Linked DNA regions of Mus musculus: region 2 is linked to region 1. Evidence: chromatin contacts called from public HiChIP or PLAC-seq data. All regions are on one chromosome and are shown on one strand. Each heading gives the region's core, a stretch centred on a gene start, on an enhancer-like site or on the middle of the called end of the contact. The rest is flanking DNA. Distances are from core to core; before and after follow the strand shown. Region 1 overlaps 2900026A02Rik (RIKEN cDNA 2900026A02 gene). Region 2 holds the start of Ficd (FIC domain containing).

Evidence for each region. HiChIP or PLAC-seq counts read pairs in DNA pulled down with a chosen protein or histone mark.
Region 2: a contact with region 1 is called in an H3K4me3 HiChIP or PLAC-seq map of bone marrow-derived macrophages, with 5 times the contacts expected there. The contact joins the promoter of Ficd here to the enhancer-like site in region 1. A contact is called at or near these places in 1 of 39 promoter capture datasets (embryonic stem cells), 2 of 484 Hi-C or Micro-C datasets (embryonic stem cells and ventral hippocampal neurons) and 3 of 115 datasets of contacts at active chromatin or transcription factors (VIP interneurons, bone marrow-derived macrophages and large pre-B cells).

The regions. Positions count from the first base shown.
Region 1 is chr5:113,149,414-113,153,207 of GRCm38.p6, forward strand. All of the region lies in intron 6 of 2900026A02Rik (RIKEN cDNA 2900026A02 gene), which reads right to left. Gm42161 (a long non-coding RNA gene) reads left to right here. Exons shown (of 3, transcript XR_003955964.1): 2 at 341-492. Among named protein-coding and RNA genes, the nearest start is that of Gm42161, 6.0 kb to the left of the region's middle. RefSeq lists an enhancer at 2,539-3,794. Within about 2 kb of position 2,063, at least 87 of the 459 cell types and tissues checked have an H3K27ac peak or open chromatin away from gene starts, as enhancers often do. A contact at or near this core is called in bone marrow-derived macrophages, where this site is marked.
Region 2 is chr5:113,734,519-113,738,259 of GRCm38.p6, forward strand. Ficd (FIC domain containing) reads left to right here and starts at 1,264. Exons shown (of 3, transcript NM_001010825.3): 1 at 1,264-1,531; 2 at 2,303-2,654; 3 at 3,549-3,741. The coding sequence starts at 2,354.

The DNA of each region.
Region 1 (3,794 bases), core at 813-3,312:
CACATAGAAAGCACCTGTCTGGAGCCTGTGACGAAAAGGCTCAGGACCACCAGAGAGGGAACACAGGAAAGGCCAGGAAACTGCTTACTGAGCTCAAAGATCATTGCTGTCCAGGACTCCTGTAGTCCCCAAGAGCCCAGGGTCCTAATAGGAAACGGCCCAGAGGTCAGAGAGAACTTTGTCCAGTCTCTATGCCCCTAAGTCCTCTCTACACAGCTCATCCCCAGCCTCAGTCAATGGGAAAACTGTAGAAGTGGGTGCCCTGTGCCGTAAATTAGCAAAGATGAGTTCACCTCTCTCAGCTCATGACCGTGTGACATCTGCTCATGTTCCTGCCTAGACAGCCCTCGGTGATGGCCGACCATAAGAGTGTATGCTACAAATCCTCTCTCCCCGAAGCTGCTTCTGGCTACAGCACCTTAGCCCAGGGATAGACGTGAAACCAGGATTCCCAGAGGAGGTGTCTGAGACCAGCAGGTGCTCACTGAACAAGTATGTAAGCAGGTAGCTGTCACCGCTCCTGGTGGGGGTGAGGAAGCACCCAGGGATCCCACCTTGGAGCTTGGTACCCACAAGGCCCTTAGAAAAGGGTTCCGCAAATCGTGAGCAAGAAGGCCATGTCCGTGTGTGTGAGTGTCTGTCTGTCTGTCTATCTGTGTATGTGTGAGGGTATGTGTGAATGTGAGTGTGAGTATGTTTGTATGTGAGTGTGTGTATGAGTGTATGTGTTAAGTGTGTATGAGTATGTGTGAGTGTGTGTGGGTGTGTGTGTCTATGTATATCTGTGTATGTGTGAGTGTGTGTGCATGAGAGTGTATATGAGTGTCTATGTATATGTGCGAATGTGAATGTGTGCATGTGTCTATATGTAGGAGTGTGTGTATGTGTGTCTGTATGTCTGTGTATGTGTGAGTGTGTGTGCAATGTGAGTATGTATGAGTGTCTGTGTGCATGTGAGAGTATGTTTGTATGTAAGTTTATGTACGAGTGTGTGTTGTGTGTATGAGTGTGTTTGAGTGTGTCTCTGTATCTGTGTATGTGTGTGCATGTGTGTATGAGTTTGTATATATATGAATGTGAGTGTGTGTATGTGTCTGTGTGATGAGTGTAAGTGTGTGAGTGTCTGTGTGTGTCTTTCTGTATGCCTGTCTATGTCTATCTGTGTCTGTATGTGTGAATGTGAGTATGAGTGTGTGTGTGTGTGTGTGTGTGTGTGTGTGTGTGTGTATTCTGAGTGTCTGAGAATCTGTGTCTGTATGTGCATGTCTTTGTGTGTGTGTGCACACAATCATGTGAAGGCCTGAGTTGACAATCAGGTGTCTTCCTCTACACACTCTCTCTCATCTTCTGGGACAGGGTCTCTCACTGAACCTGGAGCTCACTGATTGAACATCCATCAAGCCTCGGAGTGCACCTCTCCCTGGGTCTGAGTTGGATTAGACATCCACCACTGCACCCCACATTTACAGCATCCCATCTCCACAACAGCCATCTTTTCTCTCAGACAAGGTCTTACTATGTGGCCCATGCTGCTTCTGCCTCCAATCTCTCAGTGCAATGGCAGATGCTCACCACTGCACCTTCCTCCTGTTAGAGCTTCTCATCAAGACACCAGACACCAAGCACCCGAGTCAGTAACCCGAAGCTGGCTGGCACCACAGCATCTGGTCAGACGCCACACTGGGTGACCTGGTCTCTGGGCACTGAGGCTCTGCTCCGTGACTCACAAGCTCTCTTCCCCAGTCTTCGGGTAGAGGAAGAACACTACCTAACTCTCTAAAAATGGCCTCCTCACCCCATGTGAGTCCCAGCTTGCACCCTGCCCCGCACACTGCACTGGGGAGAAGCAGGCCTATCATTATGAACAGCAAGATGGCTGCCCTGGGGTGTGGTCCTTCAGAGGGAAGGGTCTGATGAAGCCAGACATGAAGCCAGTGCTGGGGAACAGGATCCCTTGAGCACACAGAGAAAGAACCTCTTTATGCCCTTTTATGGTGGGGAACTCGACTTCAGGGCAGCTAGGTCTGTTGTGCAAGCATGGAGCCCAGCGGGCTCTGAGGAAGCCTGGGTCAGGCTTTGGGGTCAGTGGGCCTCGACACTGAGACACAGCAGCTCAATGGCTGCTGCAGGCTGGCACAGCCTGCTCTAAACTTAGAACAGCCAACAAGGCTGGGAAGAGGGGTCCCCGGGGGTGCTGCTCCTTAGCAGCATGCTTGGCAGGGTGCCACGGCCGTTCAAGGCCAGCCTGGGCAGCAGCTCCCAGCAGCCTGTGCGGTTTCCTGTCCACCTGTGTGGACCTGAACAACAGGAAAGGCGGCAGCAGGATTGCCACCCCCCACCGGCTTTTCTTCCATTCTGCAGAGACAGAGACCCCTGAGGGGCCCCGGATATCCCAGTAAGCATGAGCCACGAACCTGCCATGTGCGTAGCCCTGTGTGAGAAGTGGAGGAAACACAACAAAACAAGTCTCAGCCAGCTTCAGAAATGTATTCAGTTCAGCTACTCACTCAGTACAGTGTGCACGTAGCGAGCACCTCTGTGCACTGAGCCCAGTTCATTCACTGTAAACAAACCAACAAGACCTCTATTCTCAAAAGAAAAAAAAAAAAAAAACCCTCACTTTGTCATTGGCTCACTATTAACAAGCACATACTGTGTGCAGGAGCTTGTACTAAAAAACAGAGGAAATGAACAAGGGATCCTGATCACTCGTCAGTCGTTCATTTTCTCATTCAGGTCTATAAGCAGTTATTGAGCACTTTCTGTATACCCAGCACTTCGCCAAGCACGGTGAACAGAGTCATGGTGCAGCCGGTACTTGAACATTCACCCTGAGTCACGGGCGGGCTCCTGGATGCCCACTGTGTGATGACACAGGTCTGGGGTACAGTCACCACCTCAGCTGCATCCTTCCATGCACCAACCGCAACCAGCCTACTATGTGCATAGGAGAGAAGGCCCGTTGTGACCTTCCTTCCCCTCTGATAGGTTCACTCCACCAAAGCATCTACTATGCGCCAGGCCCTGAGAAGCTAGTGAATGAAGTTCATATCCATGGGGCCGGATGACATAGGATGCGTGCTCACTTCACCAGTCAGGCCTGAGTGCTCTGTCAGGACAGCAAGAACCTCTCAGTTATTCAAAAGCTCCGTGAGATTTGGGTGACTGTGAAGCAGGTCACACGCACCCTGATCTGGCAGGGGACACAGGGACCATGAAGGGATCTCTTGGTACCCATGATCATATCTTAAGAGATCAAGATGAGAGAATCCACCAGAACTCAGGGACAGCCAAGCTTGGGGAAAGATGTTTCCAATAGTGTGGAGGCACAGGGAAGCAGACAGCAGGCAGGCAGGTCCTTCAGCACCCACACCGTCCCAGGCTGAGTACAGGGCAGGGGAATAGCAGGCTTCATACCCACCGCCCAGATGGCTGAGGAAGTAGGTCTGTGGCTACCAGAATCCACAGAGAGCAGAAGGGATGCCAGGAGCCATCTGTGGCTGCCTCCACAATGTGGTCCTCGTACCGGCTCTCTCACCCCCGGCCCTACATGCACAGTGACAACGTTTCTACAGGACTTAGTTCTGAGTCCCTGGGGAACCCAGCTCACCCATCCCTAGTCAGGGACAACTGTGTCCTGCCCCAAGAACTCACGAGTGTGGCAACAGATAGTTACAGGGCTGCATCTTTCGAGTGGCTTGTCAGGACAAGCTAGCAGGCACATACACGTGCCTGTGTTCTGCGGAGGATCCAGGAAATCGGAAGACAGAAGGCCAAGCTCCCACGCTGTGCAC
Region 2 (3,741 bases), core at 14-2,513, 580 kb after region 1:
TAATGATTGATGGGGGAAGGCCCCGCCCATTGTGGGTGGAGCCATCCCTGGGCTGGTCAGGGGGTTCTATAAGAAAGCAGGCTGAAACCGGATTTGGTGGTATATGCCTCTAATCCCAGCACTCAGAAGGCAGAGGCAGAGGCGGGAGGTTGGGGCTAGCCTGGCCTATACAGTGAGTCCCAGACCAATTTAAGCTACCTGCAGGTGACAGATCAGTAAAGTAGATTGACACCACCAAGTCAGTCTGCTAGTGGCAGAGCTGGGATGCGAACCCAGGGCTGTGTGGCTCCATGAAAAGAGTCCCAAATCCAGAACCTGAGGGCTAAGGCAGGTAGGAGCCAAACTTGGTGACCTGCGTTCAATCCACAAACCCATATGGTAGAAGGAGAAAGCCCAGGTTTGCAAACTGATCTCTGTGCACGTGCGCGCACACGAACTTTTTTTTTTTTTTTTAATTAAGAGATGTGAGCTGTTGTCCCATTCTGCCGTTGAGAAAACTGATCCAAGATCACAAGAGACTGAGGGCAAAAATCTGAATCTGTGGGCCGTCTGACTCCAGAGTGTGCCCAGTAACCTCTCAAAGCAGGCCCTGGGAGCTTCCGGTTCAATATTTGTGGGTTGAGATGGGAGCCCTGCCCTCTGCACCAAAGAAAACTTAATTTGGTAAACAAAAAGCCATAGCCAGCCGCTCCAGAGAATGCAAACTAAAAAAGGTCAGGAGGGCATGTTGGCTCAAAATGACCCGGGTTGAATACTAAGCCAGCTCGGGCTACACAGTAAGTCCCGACCAACCTGGGCTACACCGTGAATTAATTCCTAGCCAGGCCTGGTCTACACGGTGCGAAGCCATCTCAAAAACAAAAGTAGATTAGAGAGGACAAGAAAGGGGGTAAAGAAAAGGGACAAACGGTGAAACCGGGACTAAGAAGTGGGAAACGTTTGGTGATGTGGCTACTGCCATTGCACACCAGAGAAACTGAAGCACACAGAGCCTAGGTGGAGGCCCAGGAAGGTAGCAGATGCTGGGACGGGAAAACAGGACGCAAATGCTCGCCCTAGCCGGTGGCCTCGACCCCGCCCCATGCACACAAGCGACAGCCAATGGAAGCGGCACACGGCGCGCCTTTCCCGGGGGGATGCTCTAGCTAGCTCTAGAACCCGGAAGCGCGGCGGATGGACAAGTCGAGACAGCCAATCCGCCGCGGCAAGGGCGGCCGTCCGTCCAATGGCGAGGCGACGGGAGCGGGGCGAGGTGGTGGGGGCGGGGCCTGCGACCGCGGCTGCGGGGAACGGCCGCGCGGGTTTGGATGCTGGAGGCGGGCACGAGCCCTGGGCCGGTTCGTAGCGGGAGCTCGCGGCAGCCTCATTCCACCCCCCACCCCACCCCCCGCTTCGGGAGTAAGCCGAAGTCTGCTGGGCTCGAGCCGCTGCACAGGCCGCGCGAAGTGATGACGTGGCGGGTCAGGCCCCGGAGCTCCGGCGCCGCCTGTCAGAACGGCGTCATCCCTCATCTGTAAACCGGGAGCTACAGGTAGCTTGCTCGCTCTTCGCAAGGGGGCTGACAGCGTGCAAGGCTGGCCGGCAGCGCAGTGTCCGGCACACCATAGTTGCCCAATAAATGCTTATTGTTGGCAAGATGGCATTTGCATACCTGATCCCTCGCTCCCCCCCCCCATCCCCCGCCAGCCCCCAAGCTTGTGTTCGCCCTCGCTGAGGTAGGGCATCATCACCCACTGTTGTTGGCCAGGCCTTGGGTTTCCCTGTCTATGATGGACAAGCCAGGGAAGGAAGGGCAGAAGGGACACAACATTGGTCACCGAGGCTGTCGGTATTCATATGGTAACATCAGGACACCAGACATTTGTCCTTATCGAAGATTGTGGTGTGTGTCCAGGGGCGTATGCAGGAGTTACAGCCCAAACACTAGGTGTCCTGTGGCAATAGTCGCTTGTGGTGGACTAGTGGACTAAGAGGGGGGCTGAAAAGTCCCCGACTTCACTTTTCTGAGTTCTGATTGCATCTCCTCTGGGGAGGGCGGTGTGGAAACATCACCTCCTGGGGTTGTAGGCTGAGATTATGAAAGTTAATATATATAAATGCATTAGAGTCCTATCACTCTACCCCGGAGGAGCTATGGGTTAGGATGAATCTTCCCAGGCTGGCCCTGCACCATGAGACCCCTCCCCCATTTCCGTGGTCCCTAATGAATTAGAAAGTGTGACGATTCTGTGTCTGGTCTCTCCATCTGGGAACGGGTCCACTCCCACTGCCTCATTCTTTTACAATGCTTGGTTCCTTGCAGGGTCCAGCTTTTCCTCTGTGTCGAGTGCTCTGGGCCCAGCCCTCAGTCCAGATGATACTCATGCCAATGGCGTCGGTGGTGGCAGTGGCCGAACCCAAATGGGTCTCCGTCTGGGGCCGTTTCCTGTGGATGGCGCTGCTGAGCATGGCTCTGGGGTCGCTGCTGGCTCTGCTGCTGCCGCTGGGAGTTGTGGAAGAGCATTGCCTGGCTGTGCTCAGAGGTTTCCACCTGCTCAGGAGCAAACTGGACAGGGCACAGCCTGTGGTCCCCAAGTGCACCAGCCTATGCACAGAGCTCAGTGTCTCCTCCAGGGATGCAGGGCTGCTGACAGTCAAGACTACGGCGTCTCCAGGTGAGTGTGCTGGCCAACTTGGTTGGCCTTGTCAGTTTGTGTGTGTGTAAGCATGAGGGCGTCCCAGTGAATGAGACAGTCCGGAACTCCAGTCTGATGAGTGACTGAGAACGGGTGTCCCAGCATTTGGAGGGAGACACACAAAGGGTGGGCCCTGAGCTGCACCTCAGATCTACATGGGGGTGGTTCAAGGAAGAGCACCTGAGAACAGTGCTCCCTCTGGCCAGAAACCACTGGGGATGGGACTGGAGAGCGGTCCAGGAACTCAGGGAAGCTGAGTGTGGGTGGGTGCTCACCCTCGAAGCACAGAGCTCAGTGCAAAGCATGCCCCGTGTGCACAGTGAGTGTTACAGCAGCCTACCTGGATGCCAGCGGCACACTGTCCCCAGGGGTGACAACCACACATCACCACAATGGAATCACATCATTAGAAGCAGGGGCATAGCTCTGATAGCACCTGTCTGGTATGCATGCACAAGGGCCCAGGGTTCCAGTCCCCAGCACTGCCAGAAAACAGAAATTGTCCAGGCATGGGAAGGGCCAGGGATAGCTGAGGGCGAGGTGTTGGCACCCCCAGGCCTGAAGGAGAGGGTCTCAAGAGATAAGAGCCACCTGTCCACAGGGAAGGTGGGCCACCCAGTGCAGCCATACTGTAGGGCAAGCACAGGGATAGCAAATGCCCAGACTGTCTACGCCCGGGCAGAAGATAGTTGGCAGGGGACCTCCCAATGTAGAGTGGCCTAGGACACAGGACAGCAACCAGCATTCCAGCTGTGGAGAGCAGCAGTAGTCGGGGCCTGAGTCACAGAAGCCACATGGCTATGGTAGTGTCCCTGGGAGGCCTGTACAGGGACAGCCCACCCTGCTCATCAGGCCTCTCTGGCTCTCTTCCAGCAGGGAAGCTGGAAGCCAAGGCCGCCCTAAACCAAGCCCTGGAGATGAAGCGTCAAGGCAAGAGAGGGAAAGCCCACAAGCTCTTCCTGCACGCCCTCAAGATGGACCCCGGCTTTGTAGACGCACTGAATGAGTTCGGCATCTTCTCCGAAGAAGACAAGGACATCATCCAGGCTGACTACTTATACACCAG